Regions from separate parts of the Mus musculus genome. Here all the other regions are linked to region 1. The links are chromatin contacts, called in public HiChIP or PLAC-seq maps. All regions are on one chromosome and are shown on one strand. The core of a region is the stretch at or near the end of the contact, and the rest is flanking DNA. Distances in the headings are between cores, read along the strand shown.

Region 1 (5,092 bases), core at 1,208-3,707:
CCCCTCCATCTCCCACCAGAATCCTCCAGTCTCGCTCAATTTTCTGATTCTGGGGACGGCACTGCTGAGCTGTTTATTAAAACAGCTCACAATGAAAACATTCCATTCCCCTATTCTATGAACCCCTGTAATTTTCTCCCTCCTCCTGGACAGAGGCCACTAGGACAGGAAAGCCCCAGGGGAAAAAAAATTAAAAGGAAAAGCGGTGAAAGCGAAGAAGACAATAGACAGGCCCCAGCTCTGACAATGCTGTCCCTCGGCCCCCTTTCCAGGCCTGCTGTGACACTGGCATTCAAGAGCAAGGGTGGCTGCCATCTGATGCATGGACAATGAGCTGAGAAACACAAGGCAGAGAGGGGAAGGAAACCAGATGGATTCTGAGCTAAGATGCAGGGCTCTCACCTTGTCCAGGTTATTATTATTATTATTATTTTGCAAATAGTCTGGATGGAGGCGTCCCGCAGAGAAGGAAAAAACAAGGGTGTCTTGAATTGTTGGATGGCTCTGAAGCTTCCTGCATCTGCGGATGCATTTTAGAACTGTTTGCAGGGTGATTCATTCTCTCTCTCTCTCTCTCTCTCTCTCTCTCTCTCTCTCTCTCTCTCTCTCTCTCTCTCTCCCTCTGTTGTATGCCCCATCACCTCCACCACACTTCCATTGGTACGGAGACCACCTGCCCGTGTAAGTGAGCCTGTGTATTCCTTAGTATTTGCATCAACACACACATCTGCATGCGCGTCTGACCTGAGGAGCCTATCACCGTGACTACAAATATCAATTAGTCAGCACTAGCTGAGACTTTCAACGCCTCTGAAGGGACAAAGCTGGAAAGACATGCATACGTTCCAGCAGCTGCATCGCGCAGCTCACAGGATGTACACAGCGGCGCCTCTCTGTTTTGCCTTTTACTTACCCCCTCAAATCTATGTCCTATTCTGGCTATGAACAGACCCAGTCAAGTAATTAGCTATGGCACATCCATAAACTCATGTGCTTCCTGGGCATGGTTGGAAATAAGATACGTTAAACTGAACTAAAACCAAAAATGCCTCTCTTTACAGCGTATTTGATCCTTTCTCCATTTTAGCCAGCTGATACGAGGAGCTAAAAGTAACTGTTCTTTGTCTCAGTGGCTCCTAAGAAAGAGGCAAGGGAGACTGAGCAGAGAAGAAAAGCAATAGAAAATGTTCAGCTGCAGAAAAGCATCCGGGGAGGTTCATTCTTCTCCACAGAGGAAAACACTTCAAGATTTACAGGCAGTCTGGATTTTGGCTAACATTGGGTTTGTTTGTTTGAGGGGGAGGGTGTGTGTGTGTGTGTGTGTGTGTGTGTGTGTGTGTGTGTGTGTGTGTGTGTGTGTGTGTTGTGGTGTTTGGTTGCTCGTGGAGAATAACAGCTTATGTTGGGCATGTCTGTATTCTGTATTGGTTAGTACTGAATGCATTCTGAGCTTACTCACCGTCTGAAATAAAATAAATAATTTTTTTTTATTTCGTTTTACAAAAACCTCCACATAACCTTTGGAAAAACAATGCACTGCCTTGGGTGGCCAAGGACACAGAAATACTGCTACTCTGAAACTCTGTGTGTGTGTGTGTGTGTGTGTGAGAGAGAGAGAGAGAGAGAGAGAGAGAGAGAGAGACTAGGTAACAATCGCTCTCCCTCACTTTCCGGTTTCCAGAGGAATGGTGTGCTCTGGAGCCCTTCATATGTGTGCTTTGTGCCTCTCCTTTCTCCTACATGGGAAATGGGATTTCTTTCATTAGTCCCTCTTGTTAGAATTAAAATCATTTTAAATGAGACACAAAGTATCTTGACGCTCTCTGACTCTGTAAAGGAGACAGTAGTCTCACCTGGAGACCCCCTTTTCTCAGCCAGGCTGGAGCAGGAGCACAGGCTGTCCTCTGGGGTCTTTCTCATCTCCCTTTTGAGATTATTATTCTAAAGAGCCATTTCTGTGTCCTCTCCTCTCGGGTACAATAGCTCAACAACCGTTTCAGTGTGTGAGGTAGCCCCAGAAGCTAAGACATTTGGAGCTGACATTCAAAAGAGAGACCCCCAAAACAACAAATCATTAAAAAAACAACAAAAAAAAAAACCCTGTTTACAGAGACAGGGAATGCGAGTCTAGCAAAGCTTTCCTAATGAGAGGAAGTGTTACAAATCCTGAGAGAGATTCAAATCAGAATAGATCGAGGATAGAGAGGGGCTAGGAAAACCCCTCAACCCCTGGGCACTTAGAAAAAAACCTAACAAGGTTGAGGAGAAGAAAGGAAATGTGCAAAATAGCCAGCGAGGTGACCCACCGTCCTGCGTGCGCCTTGACTCTTGCCGAGGGGAGTAACAGCCACAGCAGTGACATCGGAGTTCTAGCGGGTCAGGTGCCACCTCTGCCCAGCGCTCTCGCCCTCCCCGGCAGGATAGAAAACCATGCTCGAGACAGAGAAGGAGCAAACAGGCGCCACCGCCAAGTCACGGACCCCCATCAGCACCGGCTGGTCTCTGAAAGCCTTGGATCAAGGGTCCCATTCAAAGGCAACGAGGAAGCAGACAGTGGCAAATCAGACCCTGGCGGGCCTTCTGGAATAATTTAACTCCTCGCTCCAGCATTTAGATGGGGATAGCAAGAAACACAGGCGAGAGCTCCTTCACACCGAGGCGCGAGCATATGCCTGCATCTCGGTGGATGTATTTTTAGACACGCTGTCATGGGCAAGGCAGCCTGCGACAGCTTTTGCTTCCCAATGTGGGTGCCGCCTTCTCTGCAGCCTGAAAGCAGCTGAGAGAGCCCAGGGTAGCCATACACATCTCTCAGCAAGCCAAAGGTCAGGCAGGAGAAGAGCACACCCACCCCCAACCATAAGCCATTGTCCCTGTGCTCAGAAAGCAGTCGAAACATTTTCAAGATGTGTTCTAGAAGGAGGGTCATGTGCTGTGGCCGTGTGTGCACTTCCTGTCTTTGCAGGCTGAAAGCATTAGCAGGATTCAGACACACCTTGGGGAAGAAAATTCTAGCATAGGCCCGCCCAGAAGAATAAAAACATTAGGCTGGACATGTGTTATTAATAACACATACTAAACTTTTCAATGCATCCAAACCATATTATTCTAGAAAAAAAAAAATAAAGATGAGTGACCCTTTGTGGTAGATTTAAATGTGCTGTGAAAATCTGGGTATCTAGCCTGAAATTTTTAAATAATAAACTCTCATCTCATTAAAATACAATAAACTACTACACAAATACCTGGGCATTACTTTGTGAACCAAAGCAACCAAGTCTAGTGTGTTCTAATCTGATCTGGAGATTTTTGCCCCCAATGACATATTTTAGAAGACCCCCTTAAATTTTTCATATTAACGTACTTATGAAATATGTATGCAGACATACCTGATGTATGTAAAAATTCTCAAGTTAATTTGAATTTATGGGAAAAAAATCTTTTGGAAGAGTAGGTTAAGCAATCAACATAGCAAGATAACCATAAACAAAATCTCTAACTACATACCAGTGTCTCTGGGGTTTCATATATTCTGAGAATGGGGAGTGGAAATAAGCCAAAGCAACCTTGTAACATGCAACATTGTAAATAAAACTGCTTAAGACATGAGCAAAATGTCTGCCTTCCACATTGGGGAGTCTCTCTTTTCCTCTCTGCCATATGTAGGTAATCTACGAAAGAGAGCTGTCCAAAATGGGTTAACTCCCAACTCCTAGAAAGCCCACAGACACACACTCTGAGTTCTCCTCTTCCTTTAAGGGCAGAGACAGTGTACGATTTCACATTGTAAATCTCACAAGGCCTGAATAAAGCTCTCACAAGAACTGACAAAGAAAGAATAATTCACGTCAGACCAAAATGCTCCTTTCAGACAGATCTGGACCCAAAGGCAGGGAGAATCCAGAGTTCAACTCCCCATCACACTTCCCGAGTCTTTCAATTAATGGCACTGCAATCAGATCGATAGAATGTAATAAGAAAAGAGCTCTGCATTTTCTGCAGCTATTAATTCGCTGACTAACTTCAGCAGTAAAACGTGACTGGAAAGGAAAACCACTTAGGAAGATGGATTCTCTAAGCATGCCAGGCAACCATTCCCCGGCCCAAAAATGAGCCCTGTAGCTTTCTTTGCCCTTCCAGCCACTGTTGTGAGGATCGAGCAAGTGAGGAGATGGTGCTATCAAGGCTGAGCCTCGCCTTCCTGTCACAAGACACTGCAATATTCTAACACCACGGATCTGAACAAATGCATCTTTGCTTGGGATTTTGGTACAAAGAATCCTGACGTGCTGGTTGCAGCATGGGCGGGTTGGGGAGGGGCAGCCATTGTTCTCTGCCCAGGAAGGCAGTCCCGAGCCACCAAAACCCTGATCTTGGTTTTCAGTGACAGTCTGAACAGAGGAAAGGCTAGAGCAATGTCAGACTAGCAAAGATACTCTCTGAGCTCTACCACAAGCCAGATTATCACAGTGAAGGACATGCCAGGGCAACACTGCCTGCCTAAACAATTTTGTCACCAGAGACTGGCCTGAGAGCAAAGCTGGTGTTCCCTGTGGCAGGGCACAGAAGGGCTGGTCTAAAGTGCTCCTTGCCCTGCCTTTCTGGAGCTTGAAAAATATTCAAAATATTCAGAAATTCACAAAAAGCACAAGAACGAGCACCCTAAACGTCAATTCAACACCAGGTAGTCAGCCCTAAAGGCATAGACACACAAGCAACGTCAAATGGACTCAGCAGATTGTTTGTATTTATGTGTTTATGTGAATGAGTGCTCACACTGGTAATAATATTAAGAAAAAGAAGGTATGGATCTGAGAGAGACTGAGGGCAGTGTGGCAGGAGTTGAAGAGAGAAGAGAGAAGGAGAAATCATGTAATTGTATTTGATTATTAAAAATGATATACCCTTTAAAAGGGGAGGGGAGTATAGTCTAACTTTATTAAGTGTTAGATGAGATAGCATGCATAGAAAAGTCTATAAACTGTTCACCCCTATAACTGATCTTATTATCTTTGACACGAACTGGTACACTTTTTAAAATAGAGCATGAAATTCAGTGGGAAAACATTTGCATAAAGGAGTGGATGCTGTG
Region 2 (5,092 bases), core at 1,518-4,017, 830 kb before region 1:
TTGTTCCTTTTCAACTTGCCTTCTTGGCACAGTTGCTGGGTGCTACTATCTCTCGCCTGGAAAAGCATGCCCTTATCAGTACTCTTTGCTCCATACCTCCCATCTTCCCTAAACTTCAGTAACTAGTCCCATCTAGCTCCTGCCAAACATCCCTGGCCACCCACCTGTAGTAGATGCCACAGGCCGAAGCTCCTCACAAGACCCCACATGGTTGCTGGGATCCTCTACGGCTTTTCTTTGGTTGATAATTGATGTAGGTCCCAGCCTACTCTATAGGTCGTGCTACACTTGCACGGAATGGTCTTGGGCTGTATACGAAACCTAACTAATCATGAGCCTGGGGGAATCAAGCTAGTGCAACATTCTCCGTGGTTTTTACTTTAGGTTCCTATGTTGAGTTCCTGCCTTGACTTTCGTCCGTGATGGGCTTTTGGTGAGAATGTTTCATCACAGCAACAGAAAGCAAAATCAAATGCCTGTCATCCCAGACCTTGGTAGGCTGTGAGGCTAGAGGGACATGGGTGAGGTCATTCGGGCCTACACGTTAATTCCAGGCCAGCTCAGTCTGTTGTGGGAAATCCTGTCTTGAAAACAAGTGTTTCTCTGAAGGTCATCAGCGCCACTGCATTCGCCTGAACTCCTTGCGATACCCACATTACTTCGAGTTAAGCTCAAATGATTATAACTCCCCAGCCCCAGAAGATGTGTTGGATTCCTAAACCAAATCTACAGTATCTCAAAATGTGACCTCATTTGGAGATATGCTCAGTACAGGTATAATTAGTTAAGGTGAAGTCATAGGCCAGCACAGCAAGTCCTTCATCCAGTAAAACTGATGTTACTCCAAGAAGGGGGAGAGGTGGACACGAGCCAGATAAACAGTGGGGAGGATGTGAAGGCAGACAGTGAGACAATGGTTAAGAGCACTGACTACTCTTCCAGAGGCCCTGAGTTCAATTCCCAGCAACCACACGGTGGCTCACAACCATCTGTCATGGGGGGTCTGATGCCCTCTCTGGTGTGTCTGAAAGACAGTGTACTCCCATTCATAAAATAATAAATGTTAAAAACAAAGCCACCACCTAGCTGGTGGTGTTTTGTTATAGCTGCCTAGGAAAGGCATACATGTGCCACATGGCTGCTTCCCTGCCGTGCATTACATTTAGGAAATCCAAAGGAGGAGGCTGGGGACCACAGCCCTACTGTGCTCTGAAATATTGATACAGCATGCAGGCCCCAAGAGCCTGCAGCTACGTTATCTCACCCCCCACCCCCACCCCCACTTCTGAGCTGCTCTCTCTCACTCCAGCTCACTCTCCTTCCCATTTGATTTGACACCAGCAGAGACTTTCTGTCTTCTTAGCTAACATCTTTCTGGAGACATAAAGAAAAGCAACTACTTCTATGTACAAGATTTGTTCTCCTCCCATCTTCAGGTTTATAGGCTGCACAGACAGGAAGCAGAAAGAAAGAAAGAAAAAAAAAAAACCAAACCAGTCAGCTAACAAGCCATCGATCACTATCCAGGATAATGGATGCTCGCTCTCTACAGTACATTTGCTTTTCGGCTGTTTATCTCCCAGCACTGCTGATCCATGCCTCTCTCTCACCTTGTGAAAATAGATACAGAGATAAACTGTTGCTTCTGGACTGAGCAAAATTAATTTGCCTACAGGGAAAATGGACCTAACACCAGGACTTCAAAGAACAAGTTAAGGTAGGCCACTAACTCACAAAGCTCAGACAAAGTCCAAATCCTCTGTTGCTAGTGCAGAAACCAGAGGCAGGTCTACAGAAAAACAAAAGAATTTCATTATAAAGTGGCAAACAGGATGCGTCTGGAAACAAGGGCCGGAGGCAGGAGAGTAGAAGCAGAAGGAGAGAGTCTGCTTCTGACTCATCTCTGTGTCTATCTTTGTAACTCGCCTCTTTTCTATCTGAAGACCTGATCTGTAACTGGCTCACAAATTCACACGTTAGTGGTCCAGCCGTCAGGCTCTGTTCCCTGAGAAGGGACTCTGATCCCATCTTGCTCTTCGGCAGTAGGTATAGGAGGGTGAAGGGAGGCCAGTAGTGGGTGGCCATGCAGAGATATGGCTGTAAGTGGTAGTGTAAGGGAAAGTGGGCCAGCCAAACAAACAGCGCCAAGTATGTGGTTCATTCAACTATGGTTCTAGAATGGTACTTTCACAAGCTGCTTGAATGAACCACATGGATGTGACAGGGGTGCCAAGAGAGGAGTGGAAAGATACCACAAAGTGACTCATTCCATGTTCTCGTTCGGTGAGATGACAAAGTCCCAGAGCTAAGAGACCTGTTTACTTAGAATCACCCTCCTGGCTGCTCAGGCCCTTGGGATAAGTTCTTTATTTGGGCAAACCTCTCAGTCTTTTAAGCAGTTAGGCTCCTGCTAACACCAAGAGCTACCATATTGGTAAGTTTTCTTGTTGCTGCAACAAAGTTACCGAAAAAGCAAGGTGAAGGGTTTCTTCTGAATAACAGTTTCAGGCAGGTCTATCACGCTGTCTATCATGCTGGAGGAACCTGGTGGTCATGGTGACCAGATTGTAGATCCAGTGTGGAAGCAGAGACAGGTGAACGCTGATGAGCAGCTAGCTAGCTCCCCACTTCTATAGGACTCCAGGAAATGGAACTGCCTGCATCTACGGGGAAACTTGCTACCTCAACCTAATCTATTACAATCCCCCCCTCCCCCGACACACCTAGAAGTGTGTTTCCATGGTGATTCTAGATCTAGTTAAGTCAACAAAACCTCTCAGCCTCAGTGCTCACTGAAAATGTGTCAAGAAGAGCCCCTAACTGGGCCCTATGACTGGAGCTGAAGGTGGGTTAGAGACAGGAAATGGTTCTTCTGACTCAAAAGATGATTGCTTCCAGGGGTAGATTAATTTCCAAATGCTTCCTAACTATGTCTTTCTAGAAACTACAGTACCTAGTATAAGCATTCAATTTATTATATAAAATGATCTGCATTCAGATCCTGGCCTCATACTAACGAGAGGTTGTTTACCTTTCTAACCCATAGCTTTCTTATCTGTGATGGGCTCTAATGCTCACCTCCCCACAGAACTGCTATGTAGTATGCTATGATTCGCATGTGCAATGTCTTCCCCAGGCCCACTTCTCTAAGCAGCAGAACTATTGTGGAAGACTGTGGAACCTTAGAGGGTGGAGCCAAACTTCAGGAAGTGAGTCACTTGGAGTGGGCCTTTGAAGGTTAGGCCTGGCTTGTTCTACCATGAGTTCTGCCTTCTAATCCTCCCGGATGTGGAGAGCCCCACCACATGCTCCCACCGACACAGACTGAGCGTTTCTTCCTTGGCTTCCCCACTGTGGGGCGCTAAAACTCTCAGGAATCCTGAGCTCAAGCAAACCTTGCCTTCCTTGGGCAGTTTCTGTCCAGTATCACAGTCACAGCAGTGCAACAGTCACTGACATGGAGAAAATGAGACCTCAGCACAGTGTCTGGCTCCACACTCACCGGTAGCTGCCTAATGGCTTCCCTGAAGCCCAGTCATTCATTTCTTCTCTGACTCTACTTTCTGAGGTAGAGAGGGTACCCCAGAACACAAATCCCCAAAGCTGACGCACAGTCGTGTTTAGAAGAAGATACCCCTCACATCAACACTAGGTTTAAGAAGAACATTTGCTTCTAAGGTTGGCTCCCTGTAACTGGAGCCACCATGAAGTCCTATCATCATGTACCACCTGTGACAATGACCTCTACAGACAAGCTATGGAGACATATATATACATATGCACATATATGCACATAAACATATACACACACATACACATACAGTTACATATAAACATATAGCCACATATACATGTATATACACATATACACATAAACATATATACACATACACACATACATATGCATATACAGTTACATATCCAAATATAGCCATATATACATATAGATGCACATGCACATATACACACCTATACAGACACATATATACACATAAACATACACACATATGTATATACATACACACATAAACACACATGCATATACACACATATACACATATATACATACATACACACATATACACATAAACATATACATACATATATACATACATATACATATTGCATAAGGCTAGGGAAGACATTTAGGAGGCTCTTGAAGGAAAATATAGGAAAGCAAAATATTATTAGCATTCTAGTAAATCAATCACAGATGGTCTTCAAAATTAATACAAAAGCAGACTGCTCATTTTCAGTGAGTGCCCACCTTTTTAAAAATAACCTGAAAGTGTCCCGAGACCACCATCCACAAGAGTGAGCAGATACCCACCAGTTCAGCTGAAATTGTAAAAGAGAAAAAGAAAGAACAGAAACGGGTCTTTATTCTTTCCCTTGTGCTTGACAACAGAGTTGATGAAATCGCAGATGATGATCTCCTGGGATGTGGACTGTGGGTCCTTCTCCATCCCTGGAAATGCAGCTGGTCCGTGTGGCTGTTCTGTACTCAGAGGAAAGCTGTGTACTCAGATCCAGGGTGCCACTGTCACCCGAAGACCCCTGAGCCACCTTCCCAATCCTGCCTCCTGTAACCAGTGGCTCTTTCCACTAGAATTCTGTTTATGGTATAATTAATGAAAGCTAATGGCCCTTGCAGATACTTTGCCAGAGAGCCCCAAATTTAAACTCACACTGCTGATTAAGATGGGCTCTTCTCGTCTACTCTTCAGTGCCCAGCTCTGTAAAGCATTTTTAAAGCTTATAGGGCCTCCGAGAGCATCCTCAGTTATTAATCTCAGCATCAGCTCATTCTCTCTCAACCAATACTCCTTTAGAAAGCACACCGAAGGCCAAGCAAGGGGAAAGAGAGCCACTCTGTGTTCTCTTTCTTTATGGAGCAGGCTTCATGCCTGCTTCCTCCTACAGGGAGAAGTCAGCTGAGAGCTGCTGGCTGCATTGCCTAGGCCCCAAGTGTGTGCCTGCTCAGCTTCTAACACACAGTTAAAAATCATGGCTCATGCTTCACAAACATAAATATTTCAAAACCTCTTGCCTTGTAGCCTGCCAGATGGCTGTATCTCACACTTCCAATGTG
Region 3 (5,092 bases), core at 879-3,378, 600 kb before region 1:
TATCTTTGTTCTCCCAGCCCTTGGATGCTGGGAGCGATTTTAGCCATTTTTCTAGACGAGGAGACAAAGGATCTGGTACCTGCCTACTAACGGCAACTTGCTTAATCTTGCACTCTCAGTTTCGTTATCAGCACCTGATGCCTTAAAAATCATAACGGAAAACGACCACGTTCTCCTCTTTTGGAAAAGCCTAGCACTGAAGGAAAAGCAGTTCAATGAAACCAGGGTAAGTTCCTCACGCGGCCTCGGTCACTCGGAGCCCTGGCTACCGTCACTCTGCTTTAGAGATGGGTTCATGGCAGGCAGCGTGAAGAAGGAAGGAAGGAACCAGGCAGAGCAGGCGTGAGAATGTAAGGACCACATGCTGATGAGTGAGATGTTTATATTAAGCTCAAGAATGCCTGCGCTCAGCACTCACCAGCCACACACTTGTCCTCAGAAGAGAGCAGTGAGTGGGGGACCCTTGGTGCTTCCTGAAGCCGGACTGTCCTCAGCGTTAGAACCGAGTGCGCCTCCCTTTCCCGGCCCTTTGACAGCTGGGCTAAGGTTCCAGCACCAGGAAACTGAGCCACACTCTCAACCTAGCACCTACCTTGTCACGGTCTCCCCGGAGTAATTAGAAGGAACAAGAAGTACAAGAAGTACGTGAAGATACTTTGTTGGCTTGTGGGAAAAAACAAAAAACAAAAACACTTTGTTTTGCTATTGGCAGGCCAGTACTCTGTCCACCATGGGAAGGAAGGAGTTGTGAGACCCAAGTGATTTACCCAGGAGAGTAGACTCATTATTAGTGAGTCCCCTTGAAAGAAAAGTATGAGCACAGTAGGGCTGTGAGCGCAGTAAGGCTGTGAGGATCAGCTACCATCACCTGGAGGAACAGTGTGGGTGAAGAGCCCAAGGGTTTAATGCAGTGTAACGTGAGAGCCAGGCTCTCACCCTGGAAGTCCTCCCCATCTGTGAGAGTCCTCACAGCTCCCATATCTGGGATATCTACGTGGTAAATTTCCATAAGAGTAACAAATCCACCCAGAAATACTCCAGTATTGAAAAGTGTAATGAACAGTAAGGTATTCCGGCAACCATGAGCAGGAAACAAAAAAAACAGCCCCGAGCAAGCCAGTGACAGAGACATGGAGCCCTAGTGTGAGGGGCAGCTGGGGAGTACAAGTTAGTTCAAAGTTCTGGAAGGCTCTTTGGTCCTACTTATCAGAAACATTGAAACATTCACATTCCTTGACCTCGTTATTCTAAGATTTTACTCTTGAGAAAAGCAATGCATTAAAATGTGATAGAGTCTACTTCATGATAAGAGGAAGAAACATAAATGCCTAACAGGAAGTAGAGATGGCTTGTATACATTGTATCATTTTTCATTGCTTCCTTGTAACATATTTTACAAATGTTCCACACTGGATTCACACCAGATAGTAAATACTGACGACTAGCTTGTAAGAAGAGGTACAGGTGTGGGATGCCAGGCAGGTGTTGGGAAGCCCATCTTGGCATCCGGTTGCCATTACGGGAGCCTATCTGGGCAGCAGAAGCCCAGCTTTGAGTTGACAGTGCAGGTCAGGGTTCCATCTCTAATGGAGGGTGCTGGCACAGGCATAGTGAGCTCACCTCTCCTCCTCCTGGCTTAACATTAGAGACAGGTCCATGGAGTAGGAACAGAGACTGACAATGTGGTGGGCTCCAATGGGGACAGAGTTTGGCACTGGACGGTTTGGAGGGCAGCAGGGAACCTGGCCACCAGCCTGAGCCCAGCTGGCATCTGGGGCCTGGCCTGTCACTTTCCTAGCGCAACGGTCAGGGATTTCCTGAGGTGACAAGGGGAGAGATTACTTCATCCTATCCTCCTTAGAAGCATTTAAGCAGGTTGAAATGTGTTTGAGAAAGATCATCAGAAAAAAGCTTAGTGCTTCTAAGCCCGCAACCTGCTTAAGTGCTTCTGTGTCTTAAGTGCATCAGGCTGTCTGGCTCTGGGATCAGGCTAGAAAGAGCTAGAAAGCAAGGAGACAAGAAGTGAATGACAGCAGTCTTCCAACACTCTGTCGTAGGGAGGCGCCTGCCTCCCTTTCTGATTGCATGTTCCCTGGGCTTGCCTGCACCCACTGCCACCACGGGGTGTCGCTAGTCAGATCCCTTACTGCACAGCATCACTGAGATGCCCAGGCTCTTTGAGGCACAGGACACAGCAGCTGCCGCCCGAACTTTGAGTGTGTGATGGTTGAGATGGCTCTCCAGCTGCCGTACCTTGCACTTCCTCTTATGCACGTTATAAGTAGGGTAAGTCCTGTTTTCTGAGTTTAATATCACAATCACATCATCGAAAGAACTAGCAAGAAAACTGAAGTATATTAGCATTACATAAAAGCCTGCAGAAAGGTACCGCCTCTAGCTGGAGCTAGTGGCAGAAGCCATCAGGTCCCTCATTCAGTGTGTGCTTGTTTACAGGGCTATGAGATCCACATGTCTGACAGCGCTGTGAATCTCACCGCTTACCTCGGGAATACTACGGACAATTTCTTTAAAGTGTCCAACCTGAAGATGGGTCATAACTACACTTTCACGGTCCAAGCGCGGTGTCTCTTTGGTAGCCAGATCTGTGGGGAGCCCGCCGTGCTGCTGTACGATGAACTGAGCTCAGGTGAGTCTCCCTGTGACCGTCCTCTCTGGGTCCTGGTCTGAGGATGGAGAGGCATGGGATGGTTTTCCTGATAATCTTTCTAAAACACGTTTCAAGTACTGCCTGTGTGCCAGAGAAAGTCACTTAGGCGTCAATTTAGTTGGGTACTGATATGCGTCTTGAGCACCCGTGGTACTGGGATCGCAAGGTACCCCATTGAGCGGTGTTTTAGTTACTTTCTTTACTTGTTACTGTGACAAGATATGATACGAGAAGTAAGTTGAGAGTGGAAGGATTTGGCTGGCAGTTTGGGGAGATAGAGTCCATCACAGAGAAGAAAGCATGGCAGCCGGAGCCTGAGGCAGGGCCCAGGGCTCATTAGCTTTTAGGAGGCAGAAGTGGACAGTTGGTGCTTAGCTTAGCTCCTCCCTTTTCCTCCTCCATTGCATTCAAGGCCCAAGCCCATGGGGACAGTGCCACCCACATTAAAGGTGGCTCTTTCCCCTCACTTACTTCCTCTGAAAGACCCTCGCAGAAACACCCAGAAACATGTCTCAAGTCTTTCGTAGGATGGAGTTAATCCAGTCGGGATGACAAGGAAGACTGGCATCAGACCAGATGAGCAGGAGTTTTGTTGGTGGCTTTCGTCTCCGAGCCTTCAGGATGCTAACAGACCTGTAGTTCTCCATGCCCTCAGCTCACCCCGTCTTGTACTGTTAGCACTTCCTGAGAGTGGATACTTCCTTCCTCTGCCTCCCTCTGGAGAGTCATGGCAGAGTCAAGGCCCTGGGAAAGTCCTACAGAAAACAAATGGCAAAACTCCTGATGATAGACTTTCTCCTTTTTTAAAAAAAAAAATTTTAATTAGGTATTTATTTCATTTACATTTCCAATGCTATCCCAAAAGTCCCCCACCCGCTTCCCCACCCACCCACTCCCACTTCTTGGCCCTGGCGTTCCCCTGTACTGAGGCAGATAAAGTTTGCATGACCAATGGGCCTCTCTTTCCACTGATGGCTGACTAGGCTATCTTCTGATACATATGCAGCTAGAGACACGAGCTCTGGGGGAGTACTGGGTAGTTCATATTGTTGTTCCATCTATAGGGTTGCAGATCCTTTTAGCTCCTTGGTTACTTTCTCTACCTCCTCCATTTTGGGCCCTGTGATCCATCCAATAGCTGACTGTGAGCATCCACTTCTGTGTTTGCTAGGCTCCGGCATAGTCTCACAAGAGACAGCTATATCTGGGTCCTTTCAGCAGAATCTTGCTAGTGTATGCAATGGTGTCAGCGTTTGGAGGCTGATTATGAGATGGATCCCCGAATATGGCAGTCTCTAGATGGTCCATCCTTTCGTCTCAGCTCCAAACTGTGTCTCTGTAACTCCTTCCATGGGAGTTTTGTTCCCAATTCTAAGAAGGGGCAAAGTGTCCACACTTTGGTCTTCGTTCTTCTTGAGTTTCATGTGTTTAGCAAATTGTATCTTATATCTTGGGTATTCTAAGTTTCTGGGCTAATATCCACTTATCAGTGAGTACATATTGTGTGAGTTCTTTTGTGATTGGGTTACCTCACTCAGGATGATGCCCTCCAGGTCCATCCATTTGCCTAGGAATTTCATAAATTCATTCTTTTTAATAGCTGAGTAGTACTCCATTGTGTAAATGTACCACATTTTCTGTATTAATTCCTCTGTTGAGGGGCATCTGGGTTCTTTCCAGCTTCTGGCTATTATAAATAAGGCTGCTAAGAACATAGTGGAGTATGTGTCCTTCTTACCGGTTGGAACATCTTCTGGATATATGCCCAGGAGAAGTATTGTGGGATCCTCCGGTAGTACTATGTCCAATTTTCTAAGGAACCGCCAGACTGATTTCCAGAGTGGTTGTACAAGCTTGCAATCCCACCAACAATGGAGGAATGTTCCTCTTTCTCCACATCCTCTCCAGCATCTGCTGTCACCTGAATTTTTTTATCTTAGCCATTCTAACTAGTGTGAGGTGGAATCTCAGGGTTGTTTTGATTTGCATTTCCCTGATGATTAAGGATGTTGAACATTTTTTCAGGTGCTTCTCAGCCATTCGGTATTCCTCAGGTGAGAATTCTTTGTTTAGCTCTGAGCCCCATTTTTAATGGGGTTATTTGATTTTCTGGAGTCCACCTTCTTGAGTTCTTTATATATATTGGATATTAGTCCCCTATCTGATTTAGGATAGGTAAAGATCCTTTCCCAATCTGTTGGTGGCCTTTTTGTCTTATTGACGGTGTCTTTTGCCTTGCAGAAGCTTTGCAGTTTCATGAGGTCCCATTTGTCAATTCTCGATCTTAAAGCACAAGCCATTGCTATTCTATTCAGGAATTTTTCCCCTGTACCCATATCTTCAAGGCTTTTCCCTACTTTCTCCTCTATAAGTTTCAGTGTCTCTGGTTTTATGTGGAGTTCCTTAATCCACTCTAACTAAGGA
Region 4 (5,092 bases), core at 972-3,471, 560 kb before region 1:
GACAACTGAGGAATGTTTTGAGCAATGCCTCTTTGTCCTTCCCTGTCCCCAGCCTGAGTCTAGTCCTGTGCCCGACACACCTGTCCTTTCAAAGCCTGAGGACATTTTCAAAACAAACCCCACAGACTCCTTGCCTTTCTTTCAAAAGCTCTCCTTTTCTCTGTGAGTGATGAAATAATTGAAGTCAGGATGTTGTTTCTCTTTCTTTTCCTCTCTTTTCTTTTCTTTTTTTTTTTATATAAGAGCCATTACAAAGGTGTGAAATATTAGACACTTACGCATCTGTGAATAAGATTGTAGGCTAAAACGTGTGAGTTCCCGTCTTAGCTAATGAACCAGAATATGGTTTTAATTTTTGAACAGCAAAAATGGTCTGGCGCTTTTTTTTTTTTGGTCATCCTGCAGAAGACTTCATATTTTAATAATTCAGTGGAGCCTAATTACTTTAATTAATCACCTTCTTTTGAGAGATGTCAGTGGGCTTCATTATATTATTGTTGTTGTAGGTACTGTGGGGAATTTTAAGAATACACACACACACACACACACACACAAACTCTTCCTTGGTCACTCACAGACACTATCTGTCCTGTTCATACCTCCTGCTTCTCTTGACACACTTTTGCCCAATGACTGCTTAACAGAGCCATCTTTGGTCATTCCATGCCTTAAAAATTGCTGTCTATAGGGAGAAAAGTAAAATGCTATTTAGAGCCAGTCAATATTTTTGCATCTTTCAGAGTCATGATGGGACCGACAATAGCTTTTATTGTACAATCAGTATAATTTGCTTCCCTTACAACAAAGCATAATTAGCTTGTAGTTCACACAGTGGCAATGCAAATGTGGCCATTTCTGAAGACTGTTGGTGAAGGCTCCCTTCCTCGCTTAAATGCAGTGTCCCAGTTTGGTCCTGGCCCAGGCTCTCTAGGCATCACTAAGCAGACCTCTTCATCTGTGTGGGATTCTGTAAGTTTTTTTTTTTTTTTTTTTTGCATGAAGGAAGGACAATGCTTTTATACAGCAGCGTTAATGACACACACATTGGATGTTTAGAGGCTGGGCGTTGGCGCTGGCTTGGAATGAACCTGTGTGGCTTAACTGCTTGTTCGACTGGCTTCAGGGCTCTTCTCCTTACTGACTGACCCTTTAGAGACTGACTGCTTCATGTCGTTCAGTCTGACCTCGGACTTGCTGGGTAGCTGAGGATGGCCTTGAACTTCAGAATCTTTCCCTCCCACCTTCCCATTGCTAGACTTCCCGGCTGGTGCACTACATCCAGTTTGTGAGGTGGTTTGAGATGGAACCCAGGCTTCACCCCTGCTTGGCAAGCACTCTACCAAGCAAGCCATATCCTTCTCTTCATGTTTAAATTCACTAAAGAGAGTTTAGGTCTTAGGATTGTCAGCCAGTTCCTCCATTAAATATAAAATAATACCCAATTCATCTACACATTGAAACATAGAGGGACTCCCTTCTTTCCTTTAAGACTCCCCTTCCTCTCCTTGGCAGCTGCATGGCTTTGAACTTCCCCTTGCAGCCTGTGGCATCTTTTCTTTGCATGTTACACCCCTGGCCCCGGTCCTGGGGGCTCTGCTCAGTTAGGACAGGACCGCTAACTCTGCCAGGGAGTTGGGTTTTATGAGAACTGAGAACAATGGTGTGTGCAGCCTGCCCCGTGCTGCACTCTATCAGACTCCTGGAGACTGCAGGAAGACTTCCATTTGAGGCTCAGGCTGCAAACTTTTATTTTGAAATGCCGGCTGTCTGAAATCAGGTTTATTCAGCTTTGACTTTGGCTTTGAACTGAGGCTCACATGGTACCTGTCACCTGAAGGGTGACAATTAGGGTCCGCACATGGAGCTACGTGAACAGAGCCTCCGCTTTGTTAGGTTGACAGAAAAAGAAGGCCTGTTTAGAAATCTTTCTTGTCTCACCTCTTCCTGTTTTCTATCCGTGCACCACCCTCTATCCTCCTAAATCTGCAGCAACAGGGGAGGACCCAGGAACAGACAAGGAGGAAAAAAAATCAATATCAAATCAATTCCTGCTATGGATCCAGAAAGACTTGTGGTCAAAAACAGTCCTGGTCCTTTTGAGTCCCTTAAAATTTTTGTATTGCATCCAGAGATGGTAATTGATTGAAACTGCCTGTGGTTTTAGGAAGTGCTCCGGTTACAAGGAAAAATCCTTTTATGTTGCTGGACGGCAGCCACAAAATCTCTGAAGTCAGGAATCTGGCAGAGGTTGAGCCTCCTCCAGGGTGTAAATAAACCAGCCTGGTCTATAACCCAATAGAAGTCAATTTATTGTGTGTGTTTCAAATCACTCAGCTCAAAGCCCTGCCCAGTTATTAAAGAAAAAGGTGTGGGATACAGCTGCAGCTCAGACAATAGGTGATGGTAAGCAGCAGTGTTTGTTAGGCCCTGTAGAACTCCCGGAGGAAAAGACGGGGCCTTGCAGGCTCAGTACACCTCTTCCTCCCTACTTGCAAAGAACTGCTCAAAATCAAGCAACCAGGCATGATTGGCACCCAGAGTCACTTACTGTGCTAGCCAGGAGCCTGGGGCTCAAAATGCTTAAGTGGGTGACCATTTTATACCGCTGGTCAGGAAACCCAGTGACATTCTTTGCTGCAGTGTTCGGCCATGTGGAAGGCATTGGAACTGGGGGTTTGGCTGGGCCAGATCTTGTTACCCACTGAGATGCCCATGGCAATGTGTGATGGGAGCCTGTTCCAATGCCTTGGGCAGATAACATGTTGAGTCCCAGTTCACACCAAGAGCCGGTTCACTTACACAGCAGAAGGTTATTTGGGGTTCACTTAGTCAAGACTAGAGGAAAAATCCCAGCGCCTGTGCACCAGCATTCCTGCCTCCAGCTTTAGCATCATTGCAGACCCCAGACGGTGTGTGGCAGCGGGTTAAGGGTGTTAAACATAGGAGGCCTTGCTTGCATCTTGCTCCAGACTGGCAATGACAATGAATTATTAGAAAAACCCAGGGTAGTCGACACAAAGCTGCCTCTTAAATGCTTATTTTTTCAGCCTTGGTCCATTGGGCACCACTGACCATCCACACCCTAAGATACTCTAAAATACCCCACCTTCACAGTATTCCACTTCATTTTAACATAGCAAAGCATTAATAGTCTGGCCGAAGTGTTCTCTCTCTCTCTCTCTCTCTCTCTCTCTCTCTCTCTCTCTCTCTCTCTCTCTCTCTCTCTCTCCTCTCTCTCTCTCTCTCTCTCTCTCTCTCTCTCTCTCCCTCCCTCCCTCCCTCCCTCCCTCTCTCTCTCTCTCTCTCTCTCCCTCCCTCCCTCCCTCCCTCCCTCCCTCCCTCTCTCTCTCTCTCTCTCTCTCTCTCTCTCTCTCTCTCTCTCCCTCCCTCCCTCCCTCCCTCCCTCCCTCCCTCCCTCCCTCCCTCCCTCCCTCCCTCCCTCCCTCCCTCTCTCTCTCTCTCTCTCTCTCTCTCTCTCTCTCTCTCTCTCTCTCTCTCTCTGTTTTTTTTTCCTGGTGGCCTCCCTCCCAACTCCATCCCCTTCCATCTCATTGGCTCCAGACAAGTACTGGGGAACCAATGAGATTCCTCTTCTTCATTCATGTCCTAGCAACAAGCCCAGTTCCAATCTTTCTCTGCCAAACTAACACCTGAAAAATTACATCATGAATAATGGCAAAAAGCAGCAAGGGCCAGAGAAGGGCTTTTTTTTTTCCCCCTTCAACTGTCTGCTGCAGAGTTCATTTAAGGTGTTTTCGTCTAGATTCTTAAAGCAACAATGTCCTAGGTTTTTGCTGATCTTTTTCAGCATACATACATACATATATATATATATATATATATATATATATATATATATATATATGCTGTTATCGAATGAAGTAACAGCTTTTGAAGCTAAATAAAAGGAAAACATTTTAATGGGGTTCACTGTATAGCCGTCCACACACACCCCTCCCAAGTCTGCGTTTAGAGGAGCGGAGGGGAATTAGACTGCTCTCCTATATTCTTAAGGAAAGGACGAAATTGGCCCAAGCCTCACAAGGCAGCACATCCACCCACTGTTCAACACAAAAAAAACGTAGTCCCCTTCCTGGCGGTGCCCCCTGCTCTTGTTAAATATCCCCTAGGCCCCTTTCATTACTCTTTGGGGATAAAGAAGCCATTCTTTATGAGGATCATGGAGCCAGGGAATGAGGTACCTGGAGAGTCTTCCCCGGAAGTGAAGTTGTATAGGGTATGCAGAGTGGGGGTGCTTTAGTGCGTTTAGTTCCGTACACGTGGGGGCAGCGAATGCAAACTCGTAGCTGGGGAACCACCACAGGGACAATGACATCCAGATGACCTGGGCGGGGGCGGGGGGTGGGGGAGAGGAAACTGAGAAAGAGAGGTGAGGTGATGTGGTGTGGGCTTGCAGGAGGATGATGGGGGAGGGGGATGGAGGCCCTGGAGGGGGTCGGGGCTGTGAATGGAAAGGTCCACCCTTCTAGGCATTTTTCAAGTCCCAGACGCCGCTTCCGGCTTCCCCCACCCCACCCAGTCTAGAGCAGACGCGCGCGAGGAGACTCAGACACAAAGGACCACAGCCCTGCGCAGGAATCGAAGGGGGAGGGGAGGGACACCTGCCCGCGTGCACGTGCAGGGGCGCAGCCAGGGAAGACCCTGTGCTCAGTCTCTTGCTCTCCCCTGCAGGATCTATGCGTGGCAGGATCTGGCAAGGGCCCCAGGAGTCGGCTACAGGGGGTGCTTGGCTGAAGGAGCAGAAAATAGGTCCACTGGGTGCCTGGCTCCCTGATAGTGTTTGCTGATCTCCTCAGCCATAGCCTTGGCAGCAGGTGGTGCCTCCAGACAGCCTGCCTGGGTGCTTGTGAAAGCGAGTAACTGCATAAATTCTGCGTAGGAAAGAGAACCATGCCAGCGAAGGGACTAGGTGGAGGAGGGAAAAGGGTTTGTGGGAGCTTGCTCTTCGGAAGGAGGTAGAGTCGGTAAGCTCATAGTCACTCCCCCACACAGGTTACACTAATGTTCTTGCTCAACTGCTGCCATGGCGGGTGCGGGAGGAATCACCGAGTGGCCTGAGGGGCTCTAGGCA

The links. HiChIP or PLAC-seq counts read pairs in DNA pulled down with a chosen protein or histone mark.
Region 2: a contact with region 1 is called in an H3K4me3 HiChIP or PLAC-seq map of craniofacial prominence, with 5 times the contacts expected there. The contact joins the promoter of 4930546K05Rik here to the promoter of Mir100hg in region 1. A contact is called at or near these places in 2 of 115 datasets of contacts at active chromatin or transcription factors (craniofacial prominence and differentiating embryonic stem cells).
Region 3: an H3K4me3 HiChIP or PLAC-seq map of embryonic hindbrain shows a contact between it and region 1, with 7 times the contacts expected there. The contact joins the enhancer-like site here to the promoter of Mir100hg in region 1. A contact is called at or near these places in 1 of 39 promoter capture datasets (the SN4741 cell line) and 7 of 115 datasets of contacts at active chromatin or transcription factors (craniofacial prominence, embryonic basal ganglia, embryonic forebrain and 4 more).
Region 4: an H3K4me3 HiChIP or PLAC-seq map of embryonic forebrain shows a contact between it and region 1, with 7 times the contacts expected there. The contact joins the enhancer-like site here to the promoter of Mir100hg in region 1. A contact is called at or near these places in 3 of 484 Hi-C or Micro-C datasets (MC3T3-E1-derived osteoblasts, cerebellum and uterus), 12 of 115 datasets of contacts at active chromatin or transcription factors (craniofacial prominence, differentiating embryonic stem cells, embryonic basal ganglia and 8 more) and 1 of 9 other capture datasets (embryonic stem cells).

Annotation. Positions count from the first base shown.
Region 1 is chr9:41,373,891-41,378,982 of GRCm38.p6, reverse strand. Mir100hg (Mir100 Mirlet7a-2 Mir125b-1 cluster host gene) reads right to left here and starts at 2,457. Exons shown (of 5, transcript NR_131928.1): 1 at 2,307-2,457.
Region 2 is chr9:42,206,906-42,211,997 of GRCm38.p6, reverse strand. 4930546K05Rik (RIKEN cDNA 4930546K05 gene) reads left to right here and starts at 2,767. Exons shown (of 7, transcript NR_040754.1): 1 at 2,767-2,845.
Region 3 is chr9:41,971,492-41,976,583 of GRCm38.p6, reverse strand. Sorl1 (sortilin-related receptor, LDLR class A repeats-containing) reads left to right here. Exons shown (of 48, transcript NM_011436.4): 45 at 120-226; 46 at 2,455-2,647. Among named protein-coding and RNA genes, the nearest start is that of Gm16214, 49 kb to the left of the region's middle. Within about 2 kb of position 2,128, at least 15 of the 459 cell types and tissues checked have an H3K27ac peak or open chromatin away from gene starts, as enhancers often do.
Region 4 is chr9:41,935,325-41,940,416 of GRCm38.p6, reverse strand. No RefSeq gene overlaps it. Among named protein-coding and RNA genes, the nearest start is that of Gm36227, 19 kb to the right of the region's middle. Within about 2 kb of position 2,221, at least 59 of the 459 cell types and tissues checked have an H3K27ac peak or open chromatin away from gene starts, as enhancers often do. A contact at or near this core is called in embryonic forebrain, forebrain, neural progenitor cells and 2 more, where this site is marked.